3 separate regions of the Mus musculus genome follow, and all the other regions are linked to region 1. A link is a contact called in public HiChIP or PLAC-seq and promoter capture Hi-C data. All regions are on one chromosome and are shown on one strand. Each heading gives the region's core, a stretch centred on a gene start, on an enhancer-like site or on the middle of the called end of the contact. The rest is flanking DNA. Distances are from core to core; before and after follow the strand shown. Region 1 holds the start of Lmf1 (lipase maturation factor 1). Region 2 holds the start of Meiob (meiosis specific with OB domains). Region 3 holds the start of Ndufb10 (NADH:ubiquinone oxidoreductase subunit B10).

Region 1 (4,044 bases), core at 1,445-3,944:
GACAAAGGCAAGAGGATGGCTTCAAGTTCAAGGCCATCCTGAGCTACATAGTAAGATGTCTCAAAAAAAAGGGGGGTGTCAGGGATTCACGATTCACATAAGCCAAAGGATTCAGCAGCATGCAGGGTCTCAGCATGGTCACTTAGCCATCTAGCTTCACCACATTCTTGAAGGAAGCTTCATATCCCCTTCTTTCTTACTCACCCCTGGAAACCACAAATCCGTCTTTCCTAATGGAAGTGCCTTTAAAAAAAAGTATCCTACAATGTATCAGGCTCATCTCAGCCTGAGGTCTTAGGGTTCATCCATACTATAGCATGTTATCCTACAATGTATCAGGCTCATCTCAGCTGGAGGTCTTAGGGTTCATCCATACTATAGCATGTTATTCTACAATGTATCAGGCTCATCTCAGCTGGAGGTCTTAGGGTTCATCCATACTATAGCATGTTATCCTACAATGTATCAGGCTCATCTCAGCTGGAGGTCTTAGGGTTCATCCATCTATAGCATGTTATCCTACAATGTATCAGGCTCATCTCAGCCTGAGGTTCATCCATACTATATAGCATGTTCGGCTTTATCACTTCTTATGGGTGAGCGACACTCCAGTGTGTTTCAGCTCAAACTTGCTTCAGCACCACCAGTACTGGGATCACAGGTATGCACCACCATACCCAGCTTCCCACTGTACTTTGTATTAAACTCGGGCAGAAACAGGCAAGCACGATAACCTCTTCTTGGCTCAACCCTGCCCTGTGTGACCTGCTTGAAAGCTGGTTCCAGATGGCATCCCAGAAAGGCAGGCCAGGGGCAAGAACCTCCAGCCACTGAGGACCCAAATTTCCTGCAGACCCCTTCTGCTGTCCTCGCCCACCGTGGGCAAATCCAAGAGGGACGCTAGAGCTGAGTCCCAGCCCCAGCTGGGCGCTGGATGCTGGAACAAGAGGTCCACTTTATGCTCTTCACAATGCCCCATTGTGCCCTTCTGCAGGGAGGACAATGTTACCACTGCAAGGGGAAGCTGAGGACAAAGGGCTCTTTGTGAGGATGGTCCCCACCTGAGCCACAGCACCCAGGGTCACACCTGATGGCAGAGCGGTCCTTCCTCTCCTTCTATTCCCTGCATAGCTCTGGCTTCCAGAAATAATTTGAGGAAGTTGTGCCGACTAAAGCTGCCCCCCCCAAAGGTCTCTGCTGGCCCATCCCATGCCTGGCATATGCCAGTGAGGAGAGGCAGGGCTAAGGGTTCCTACTGAAAGATCTGGATGCAGGATACACAGTTCCTTCAGTCTCTAAATTCTTGAGACCTTGGGCAGATGCTGGCCTGTAGGAAGCCTGGCAGGTGGGAAGTATTTGTATTACCTATCACAACATCTGTAATGGGGCATACTCTCAGCTGGGCTCCCAAGGGAGTGCTTCTGAAGAAAAAGAAAAGGAAACTTAAAAAAAAAATACCCAAAGCACGTTGTAGGCTGTATTTCTATGCTAGCACTCTAGTATCAGGAAGCCTGGAGGCCGGGAAGAGTCCCAGCAACAGCACACCAGTCCTTACCCACAAAAGGCTCACTGCTGGTGTAGAGGTATAAATATTAATGGGTTGTTTAACCATGCAAGCATTGGTCATTTATATGTCAAAGCAGCAATCACAAAAAGGAGATGCTAAGGATAAGTTGCAAAAAAAAAAAAAAAAAAAAACCAACCAGTGATAATTCAGAAAGGCACAAGATCTTTAATACATAGAAAGCTCTGAAAGATGGATGGAAAAAAACCCTTGTTCCAGAGAGCCCTGTAGTTGGCATTATAACCACTCTGGCTGTTGATGCCATGTTTAACCATGCAGCATTGGTAACTTATATGTCAAAGCAGCAATCACAAAAAGGAGATGCTAAGGATAAGTTGTTAAAAAACAAACAAACAAACAAACAAACAACAACCAGTGACCCTCCTTTTCTCTGCTGCAGAACGCCTTTCTAGTATCATTTGTGGGCAGTGCTGGAGTGGCACCTAACACGAAAAAGCAGAATTGCTATCAGGCAAGTGGCATGTAATACCAGCATCGAGGGAGGCAGCTCATGAGGACAATTTCTTTGCTGTCATTCTGGGCTTTATAGCTCAAGGCCAGTCTGAGCTATTAAATATAAAGTCAAATATAAAAGCAGCATTTAAGGTGTGTCTCCTTGGGATTCTGCGCATGCTACTGGTGGGTAAATCTGAGTCCTTGATGGTCCAGTGGCCCCATAAATAGCTTGAACACGGTCCTAGATCTTCATAGAGGTGCCACCTGTATACTGAGGTCTCTGGGGACCACAGACAAGGAGATTTAGGAAGAAGAGAAAGCAGGAGGTTCCAGGGCAAATTTCAGGTTTCTTCCTGTCAGTTGTCCTATAGTATAATCTGCGCCTTCCTGGGCAGCGGGCAGCAGAGGAATACAGGATGAAAACCCTGCTCTGCCACGGCCACAGGCCTGGCCTTCCCTGCACATTCGCACCCAGGACACGGCCTGCCGTCACTAGCTCCTTCCCCTGTCGCTTCACTCTCTGCAAATACTGAAGCCACCACGGAGACGCCCACCGCTAGGAGAGACCGCCCAGAGAGGGCGTGGCGCGTGGGCCTTGGCTGCAAGAGGTCCGCGTGTCATCCAGGGGAGCTTGTGTGGCTTTCGGGCTTGTGGGCGTGGCCTCCGCGCGCACCGCCCTTTGTGCTCATGCGCCCAGACAGCCTAGTAATGGCTGCGCCCGAGGGGTCGCTGAGAAAACGGAAGGTCGGGGGTGCGGAGCACAGTCCAGCGTCGCAACCTTCTCTGGCTAGAGATCCCGCAGATTCTCCAGCTCGGCTGCACACGGGCACCTTCTGGCTGACTAGAATCGTGCTCCTGCGGGCCCTCGCTTTCATTTACTGTGAGTGTCCGGTGGGAGCGGGCTGTTGCCGGCATCCTGTGACCTGGTCCCAAACCCTAATTGCTTCCGGACTCCCGTTTGTCCCTCTATAGGCTTCAAGGATCCTGCACTAAAACCATTCTGCCCTTCTGTGAGCTTCCGGACCCCGCCTTCTCACCTCCCACTCAGTGGCTGCTTAAACTTTATGTCAGGTCCCTCCTCGGCGTGTTCCTGGGACCCCACCCCAACCCCTGCCTCTCCACAGCCCCACTTAGCACGTGTAAGAGGCGAAGGCAGTCCCCATGCACTCCCTCTGCCTGCACCCTGGGAATGGCGAGACGATGCTAATTCTATTCCTGTTCCGAAGCCCTAGGGGAGATGACGGTCTTTAGCCTGCAACTTAGACCTAGCCTCGCCCCTTTTGCCTTCTCTCAGTGGGTCCCCCACTGGACCCAAAGGTTGTGCAACAGCTCCAACCTGACCTGCTTGGAAGGGCACCCGGCAGAGGGCCCAAGGATCTAGCCAGATTTCACTGGTAGGCAAGAAGTGAGGTTCAACCAGGTCAGCTCTGGAAGGACTCCAAGGTTCTGCTTAGGCTCTGCAGACCTTTACAGTCCACTGCAGCATCCCATACCTACCTGAGCCTAAAGAGTCTTAGCCTCCTTCACTTCAGGAAAAGCGGAATCAAAGGTACTGGCAGGCAGGCAGGCTGGTGTCCCCCATACACACCGCTTTTTGGTTTTGGTTTTTGTTGTTGTTGGTTTGGTTACTGTTTGTTTGTTTTTTAAAACAGGGTTGCTCTGCATAGTCCTGGCTGCCCTGGAACTTGTTCTGTAGACCAGGCTGGTCTTGAACTCCTCACAGAGATCTGCCTGCCTCTGCCTCCAGAGTGCTGGGATTAAAGGTGTGGACCACTACACTGGGCACTGATGTCCCCTCAGCTCCTGGCCTGTTATTGCTACCCACAGTAGTGGGCCAGGAGATGTCATATAGAACCAGTTCCAAACAACTCACTATAGTGACACCTGAACCCCCAGCTGAGGCTGAGCGCCTGTCTACTCACACTGGGCCTGCCCTGCCTGTGGCCATGAGACGGAGCTCAGGCTTAAAACCTGTGGACATCTGTCTGGTGGGAGTAACTGTGGGTTCCAAATCCTCACCCTAA
Region 2 (4,257 bases), core at 1,268-3,767, 770 kb before region 1:
ACAGTAGGTGGAAGAAGGATCAGAGGTTCAAGGTCATTCTAGGTTACATAGTGAGTTGAAGCCAGGCTAGGCTACATGAAAACCTGGTTCAAAATCAAAACAAAACAATACATAAATAAATAATAAAAGAGAGAAACTGGAACAAATATAGGAAGAATTTTTACATGTATGTGTATGTATGTATGTATGTATGGTATATGTGTGTACATATTACAGCACCGCGCACAGCATGTGTGTGAAGGTCAGAGGACTACTTGACTTGCGAGAGTCAGTTCTCAACTTCTACCGTGTGGGCTCCAGCGATTCAACTCAGACGACTACACTTGCACAGCAAATGTTTCTACCCACTGAGGCATTTCACTGGCCCAGGAGACTAACTCTGCTTAAAGTTATTTTTCTATTATTAAGTTTGAAGTGGTGAGAAGTACTTCATTCATTCTGCCTTCCATTATCGTTTGAGATTTTTTTTTTTTTTGTTTTTTTGAGACAGGGTTTCTCTGTATAGCCCTGGCTGTCCTGGAGCTCACTTTGTAGACCAGGCTGGCCTCGAACTCAGAAATCCGCCTGCCTCTGCCATCCCGAGTGCTGGGATTAAAGGCGTGTGCCACCATGCCCGGCCGAGAATTTTTTAAATGAAAAATAAAAATTAATTTTGATGATGGAAGGAAACGACTCTAATGGTGTTTTTGTACTCTTGTTTTTGTGTGTGTGTGTGTGTGTGTAAATGCTTTCTCCACATGCATGTATGCACACTGCATGCCTGGTGCCAGCAGAAGTCAGAAGAGGACTTTGGATTCTCTGGAACTAGAGTTATGGATGGCTGTGAGCTACCATATGGGTGCCTGGAATTGAACTTGGGCCCTCTGTAACAAGTGTTCTTAACGGCTGAGCTATCTCTCCAGGCACTAATGGTGTTTTTAAATTTGAATTTAGTTTTCGACAGGGTCTCACTGTGTAGCCTGGGTGGTCTGGAACTCTCTATGTAGACCAGATTGGCCTCAAACTCAGAGATCTGCTTGCGTCTGCCTCCTTAAAACTGGGATTGAGGGCATGTGCTATCACTCCTGGCTTACATGCAGTTTTCTTTTGTAATATATGTTAACATATGGCTGCTTAATATTTGTCAGAGAAACCGAAAAAAAAATTAAATAATACTAAATGTTGACAAATTTAATAGATTTAGTGATAGGACCTTAACTTACTTATTTCAATAAGTACTTCATTAATGAAAGTCAGAGTAAGATTTTTATATGGTAGTAATTTTGTTTGTTTGAGACAGGTTCTAGATAGTCCAACTTGGCCTTTTTTCTTTTTTTTTAGGTCTTCATGAGCTGAGCTACTCATGATCCTGAAACACATGATTCTCCTACTTCAATCTCTGAAGTTCTAGACCAGCCTGGTTTACAAAGTAAGTTCTAGGACAACAAGGGCTGTTACACAGAGAAACCCTGTCTTTTTTGTTGTTTTGAGTCAGGGTTTCTCTGTGTAGCCCTGGCTGTCCTGGAACTCACTCTGTAGACCAGGCTAGCCTTGAACTCAGAGATCCACCGGCTTCTGCCTCCCAAGTGCTGAGATCAAAGGCATGTACCACCACCTCCTCCTGAAAACCCTGTCTTAAAAAAACAAAAGCAACAAAAAAATTAGTATTATCTATTTTAAGCTCAGCATAATGGCTCATGTCTTTAATCACAGAACTTCCAAGGCAGAGGCCTCTGAGAGTTCAAGGTCAGCCTGGTCTACATAGTGAGTTCCAGGACGGCCAGAACGACATCATAAGACCCCGTCTTAACGTCCCTGCCCCCAAATAGTATTATCTATTTTATATAATACTGTGGTATTTTCAAATAGTATTATTTTACATAATATTATATGTGTACCTCCTGATATATATGGTATGTGGTAAAACCAGGGAAACTCCTTTAATAAGAGCATCTGGCCATTTCCTCTTCCACAACCCTATCGGTTTTTATATCCGTGTCTTCCTTCAGTTCACTTTCTGCTCTAAATTAAGAATATTTCACTTAAGGTAACTTTGTGCTTTCTCGGAGACGTGTGCAATTATAAGACATTTATGAGGGTTGCTCAGTGGGGACAGCCTGAGACCCTAGTCAGGATCCCAACCAGAGAACTGCGGCAAATGCCTAGCCTGCTTCCTTAGCGACTTCCCCCTTTCACTAGCTCCTGTGCGGTGCGTGGTCGCCGCTCCTGTCTTCGAGTGACCCCGAAATTGGCTTTTCTGGGTCAGTACCTACGGCCGACTTGGCCTCCACCACCTGAGTCCTTAACAAAGTTCTCCAGTCCAAGGAATGGGTAGTGCCTCTCCCCTAACCGTGAACACGTGCGTGAGACCCGCGGCCATAGGGGCGGAGTCCACAAGCGCTGGGGGCGGAGTCAGTGGGGGCGCGGTCAGTAGGGGGCGGAGGGGGCGGGGCTCGAGCTAACGGTCGGGGACTCCAGGCGGTTCGCCCACCGGGCTGTGGGAAGGCCTAGAGCGTGACCGGCGTCAGGTGGAACCCCGTGGGTCACCTAGCGGGCCCGGAAGTATCCGGTGAGCCGCGACCCAGACTGCCTGTTTCGGCATCCGGCCGGCGGCGCGGGACCGCGCTCCGGTTCTGAGAGCTGGTGCCTGAGCTGAGGGGAAACTCGCGCGGGGTCGCACGCGCCGACGTCCCCAAGGTTCTCCGCGGTGCGCGCGGCCCTCGGTCTGTCAGGTCCCTTCCAGTCAAGACTCACTCATTCGTGTCTCTTCTGCCCTGCCCGGTTGCTTCTTGTCAGGTTCTACCCTGCCTGTCCACTCCTGTCAGCTCCCTCCCAGCCCGTCCATTTCCTGTCAGGTTTCTCGCTGTCACGGTCCCAGGTTGTTAGTGTCCCAGGTCAGCGTGTCTCTCGAGGTCAGAGCCGTACTGTCAGGTTCCATTCCGGCAGATGGCTCCCATGGAGTTGCTTACCCTCCACATCCTCACCCTGTCAGGCTCCCCAGGACAAGAATGAATCCCGTAGGCAGGCAGGGGTGGTTGGTGCACTCCTTTAACCCCAGGCATGCAAGAGGGGAGGCAAAGGCAGGCAGATCGTGGAGTTCCAAATCAGCGAGTTCCAGGGCCGCCAGAGCAACACAGAGAATCCTTGTTTCGAAAAACAAAACAAACAAAATTCCAGAGACAGGCCTTTTTAGTTGTTTGTTTGTTTGTTGAAACAGGCTCTCCCTACGTAGCTCAGGTTAACCTTGAACTTGTGATTCACCTGCCTCTGCCTCCTGTGTTTGGATTACAAGCCAGCACCACTCCAAGCATCAGAGGAAATGGAGAAAAATGTTCTCTTTCTCCTCTCCCTGCTTACCTTTCTCTTCCTTTCTTTCTCCTTTCCTCCTTCCTTTTCATCTTCCCGGAATTGTCTGGTTCTTTCTTTCCTTTCAAATCCTTCCTCCATCCCTCCCTTCTCGAGACAGGGTCTCAGGTAGCCCAGGGTGGCTTCAAAAATTCACTATGTAGCTGAGGTTAGCCTTGAACTCTTGATTCTCCTACCTTCACTTTCCAAATGCTGAGATTGCAGGTATATGTCACCATATCTAGCTGGAAGAGAGGTTTTAAGGAGGAAGGGAGCCTGTCAGTTCTCAAGGATAGGGACAGGATATATCAGAAGCCTACATGCAGTATGTATGTATATCATATAGGATCCAGGAGGATAGAGTATGTAAAATATATATACATATATAATATGTTATATATATGTTAAAACATCTATATAAAATGAGTAAAACATATATAATACATATATTCCTACAGATTACTTTCCCTGACCTCATGTCCCACTTGTTTCCCCTTACTTCTACCTATAACACCCCCTGGTTACCACTGTTCTTTTCATTATATCCAGGATTTTGCCTTTTCCAGAATGACACACAGTTGGAATAATCAGAAACATGTTAAAATACTGAGTGGGAATGGAAAGATGACTCAAGGGATGAGTGCTTAGAACAAAGGGATGCAGATGTGATGAATTTGGATCCTAGCACCCACATAAAAGTGAGGCATGACTGCACTTGTGGGGGTTGGAGATAAGAGATCACTGGTACTTGCTAGCCTTCAGTCCGTCTGGCTTTAGTTTCAGTGAGAGGCTCTGTTTCAAAGAAATAAGGCAAAGAGAAATAGAACTGGCTTCTTCCTCTGGCCTTTGTGTACATTCATGTACACACATGTGCATATAAACTATACATACCGCACATGATGATGATGTAAAGATGTCAGGTGCCACGATGGA
Region 3 (4,175 bases), core at 121-2,620, 850 kb before region 1:
AAATACAAAATAAAGTCCCAAGCTTTTACAGACCCCACAATTGAGCCCAACTACCCATGGGGTGGGGTGGAGTTGAATAGGCAAGGAGGCTCTATTAGGAACTCAAGCAAGACCCAATGGCAAATTACACAGCAGAGTTCCAGACACAGACATTTCTAAGATGCTACCCAAAAATGTAGTTGACCTTACTGCAATAATGCACTTGGGACTGGCTTGAAAACCATCTTTCTAACCCAAGGACCACCTGTAAGCCAGGGACAGTGACAAGTGTCTAACCCAAGCTACTGAGCAGCTGATAAAGATATTTGCTATGTTTGTTGTCCTGTATAACATTGGAGATGCTGTCTCACAAAGAAGCCACCACAACCGGACCCTCAACACTAAGGAAAAAAAAAATCTTAAGCATGCTGTGCACCCCTAATGCTGGATAAATGAGCTGCTTTGCTTAAGCCCAGCCTGATCCAGCTGCTGCCCACCGTTCTGGCAAACAGGTTGAGTGGATCGTTCTCTGGGACCAGGGATAGACATTTAAAACACGGCTTTGCCAGGTTAAACTGTGGTCCAAAGAGAACAAAATTACCACCCTGGTCATGCAGACGGATACAAACGGTCCATTTCAACAAGGGCTTATTGACTGGCTACTTGTGTACAACAAGGAAAGCTCCTTGCAGGTGGGTTAGATTCCTGTTTTTGGTACTTTTGTACCAGGCTGGCCTCAAACCCAGAGATTCACCAGCCTCTGCCTCCCCAGTGCTGGGATTAAAGGCATGCACCACAACCTCCCGGATTCCAACCTCCACCGCTTAAAAGAACGACCGGGGTCGACGAAAGGTTAGTTGGGGTTCTGCTGAAGACAGAAAGGATTATAGACAGGGTAGTCCCGGAAAGAAGTGGACTATCCTGCGGTGCAGCAGGGTAGACGGGAGGGCGTGGGAAGTGATCTGGAGTGACAGCACCGGGGCGTCTCAGATAAAAGGTAGAGGGTATCTTAGATGCACTGGGGGAGATTGAGACGATTCAGGGTGCGGGACAGCGGCATGCAGCGGGTGGTGGTTTCAGGGGGCGGAAACTGGATGTGGGATCCGCGGGGTAGGGGGGATCTCCACTAAGCGGGCGAAATTCTAGACCCTGTACCTCTCACGAGGGTCACGGGCCAGTCCACGACGAGGTCGTAGGCCTTCGTCAAGTAGGTGATGGGGTTAGGGAGCGAGGTCTGCGGCGAGGGAGCAGGCGTGCGGCTCGGGGGCTCCGGGTACACATCCTTGTCCCAAGAATCTGGCATGGCTTAAGCAAACTCTCCCCACCGACCTTCTACTCGCTCCACGTCCGGATCCGCTGGGCCCGCTAAGGACGCGGGACCTCTACGCCTGCGCAGAAAGGTGACAGCTGCGCCTGCGTAGTGGGCAGCCGCGAGGCACCATGGGATAGTGGTTCGCCTCTCGAGCACCCCCTTGTGGTCCCCAGCGCTCTGAGGCATCCTGTTTTTAGTTGGACAAAGATCACCAAATGGCTGGAAATGCTTTGCCCTGACCTACCAGCTAAGATAGCAGGGAATATGGTGAACATGGCTTGGAAGAGTACACACACCAGTCAACAACTGCTCTAGACTCTGCCTAGGTTCCCTGGGGCTGGTGGGTCCCAGTGAACCTCGGGACTTCTCTGAAGATGCAATCCTTGGAGGAAAAGGGTCCGCCACCCTAGGCACAGTGCTTCGCCCTGCTTCTGGTGGTTCTGGTCCTGAGCACTTGTGTCCTGAATTGTTCACTGTCCAGGACTGCACTGCCAAAACTCTTGAGTTTATGTGTTTAAAACCTGGTTTTGCAACCTGGAAATCCTCACTTATGTGTCATCTAGGTGCTGGTCACCTCCTGCCAGAGTTAGGGGCTAAGAAACAGCTATTAGCTGTAGAGATTTATCATAATCTAGTCTAATATAGACATCAGTTGTGACACCTAAGTCAGACCCACAAATCTTATCATTTTGGTAGCATAGAATCTTAGCATGTAGTGTAAAACCACTATCCCCAAGGAACATTTTAAACCTAATGGAGTCAGTAATTTTACAACTACAGAATTTTGATTGTGTAATAAATAATGTGCAAGCCTTTGATCCCAGCACTTGGGAGCAGAAGCAGGTGGGTCTCTGAGTTCGAGAAACGCTGTCTCAACAAGCCAAAAACAAAAACCTAAAAAGACACATGGGCATAGTGGCACAAATCTGTATTTGGACCTACATAAGGGGCTGAGCTGGGACAATCATTGGAATCCAGGAGTTCAAGATCAGTTTGGGGAGCCAGATATGTAGTTTCAGGCCTATAAGCCTAGTATTTTGGTGGCCAAGGACAGGATTGCCATGAGTTCAAGGCCAGATGGGTTATAATATGAGACCTTTTTTCTTTTTTCTTTCTTTCTTTCTTTCTTTCTTTCTTTCCTTCTTTCTTTCTTTCTTTCTTTCTTTCTTTCTTTCTTTCTTTCTTTCTTTCTTTCTTTCTTTCTTTCTTTCTTTCTTTCTTTCTTTCTTTCACAGGGTTTCTCTATATACCCCTGGCTGTCCTGGAACTCACTCTGTTGACCAGACTGGCCTGGAACTCAGAAATCTCCCTGCCTCTGCCTCCTGAGAGCTGGAATTAAAGGCATGAGCCACCACTTCCTGCTGAGACCTTTTCTCAAAAGAAAAAGAAAGGGTTGGAAAAATGGTTTAGCAGTTAAGTGGTCTTCAAGAGGTCCTGGGTTTGATGCCTACTGCTCATATAGTGGTTCATAACTGTCTGCAACTCCAGTTCCATGGGATCTGATGCCCTCTTCTGGCCTTCAAGAACCCTAGGCACACAAGTGGTACACAGACATACACAGAGGCAAAACACACATACACATAAATAAAATAAAATCTTTAATTAAAAAAAAAAGGAAAAAGTCTGATGGTAGTGGTACCAGCTTTTAAAGATTTATTTATTTATTATATATGAGTACACTGTAGCTGTCTTCAGATACACCAGAAGAGGGCATCAGATCCCATTAGATGGTTGTGAGCCACTATGTGGTTGCCGAGAATTGAACTCGGGACCTCTGGAAGAGCAGCCAGTGCTCTTAACCGCTGAGCCATCTCTTCAGCTCTGGTACCCACTTTTAATTCCAGCACTTGGGAGGCAGAGCCAGGCAGATATCTGTGAGTCTGGTCTACACTTCCAATACAGCCAAGGCTACACAAAGAAACCCTGTCTCAAAAACAAAACAAACAAAAAAAACAACCAATGAAACAAACAAAAACAAAACAAAAAACAAGAAGACAAAGAAAAGATAGTGAAGTAGAGGCCATGGAGGGGTGCTGCTCACTGGCTTGTTCTTCAGGGCTGATTCAGCTTGCTTTCTTACAGAACCCGGCCCCACCCACAGTGGGCTGGGCCCTCCCACATCAGTCATTAATCAAGAAAATGTGTTACAGGCTTATCTATAGGCCAATCTGCACTTGATCTTAGCCAAAAAGCCAAGAAGCGATCTATAGGCCAATCTGATTGGGGACATTTTCTCAATTGAGGTTCCCTCTTCCCAAATGACCCTGGCTTCTGTCAAGGTTTCTTTTTTGATAAAAAACAAAAAAACCAAAACAACAACAACAACAAAAAAAAAAACCCCAACTTGCCAGAACAGGTTCTTGTATGAATATGTTTTTATGTTTCTTTGTTTCTTTGTTTGTGTCAGGGTCTTATGTATCACATGCTGACCTGTAACTTGGTATATAGCTGAGGATGGTTTTGAATTTCTGATCTTCCTGCCTCCACGTCCCAAATGCAAGTGTTGGGATTATAGTTGTGTGTTACCATGTTTGGTTTATGCTGTGCTGAAGATTAAAGCCAGGGCAGCTCTGTGCACACTAGGCAAGGATTCTATGAACTGAGCCACACTCTTAGCTCTTCTTCCTTCCTCTCTCTCTCTCTCTCTCTCTCTCTCTCTCTCTCTCTCTCTCTCTCTCTCTCTCTCTAAGACAGGGATTCTTTGTGTAGCTCTGGTTGTCCTGGAACTTGCAAACATCCACCTGCCTCTGTGTCCTCAGTGCTGGGATTAAAGACGTGTGCCACCACCACCTGGCTTTACTTCAGTTTCTCCCTTCAAGTGTTTGCCTTGAGTTTTGCCTTGGTGATAGACTGTGATCAGGATGTGTAAACCAAATAAATGCTT

What was found. HiChIP or PLAC-seq counts read pairs in DNA pulled down with a chosen protein or histone mark. Capture Hi-C pulls out chosen DNA fragments and counts their contacts.
Region 2: an H3K27ac HiChIP or PLAC-seq map of embryonic stem cells shows a contact between it and region 1, with 2.4 times the contacts expected there. The contact joins the promoter of Meiob here to the promoter of Lmf1 in region 1. A contact is called at or near these places in 2 of 115 datasets of contacts at active chromatin or transcription factors (bone marrow-derived macrophages and embryonic stem cells).
Region 3: a promoter capture Hi-C map of liver shows a contact between it and region 1, with 2.4 times the contacts expected there. The contact joins the promoter of Ndufb10 here to the promoter of Lmf1 in region 1. A contact is called at or near these places in 2 of 115 datasets of contacts at active chromatin or transcription factors (embryonic stem cells and pancreatic cancer cells) and 2 of 9 other capture datasets (adipose tissue and liver).

Annotation. Positions count from the first base shown.
Region 1 is chr17:25,576,480-25,580,523 of GRCm38.p6, forward strand. It overlaps Lmf1 (lipase maturation factor 1), which reads left to right and starts at 2,695. Exons shown (of 11, transcript NM_029624.4): 1 at 2,695-2,900. The coding sequence starts at 2,708.
Region 2 is chr17:24,801,865-24,806,121 of GRCm38.p6, forward strand. Meiob (meiosis specific with OB domains) reads left to right here and starts at 2,518. Exons shown (of 14, transcript NM_029197.1): 1 at 2,518-2,548.
Region 3 is chr17:24,723,053-24,727,227 of GRCm38.p6, forward strand. Ndufb10 (NADH:ubiquinone oxidoreductase subunit B10) reads right to left here and starts at 1,371. Exons shown (of 4, transcript NM_026684.3): 1 at 1,135-1,371. The coding sequence starts at 1,282.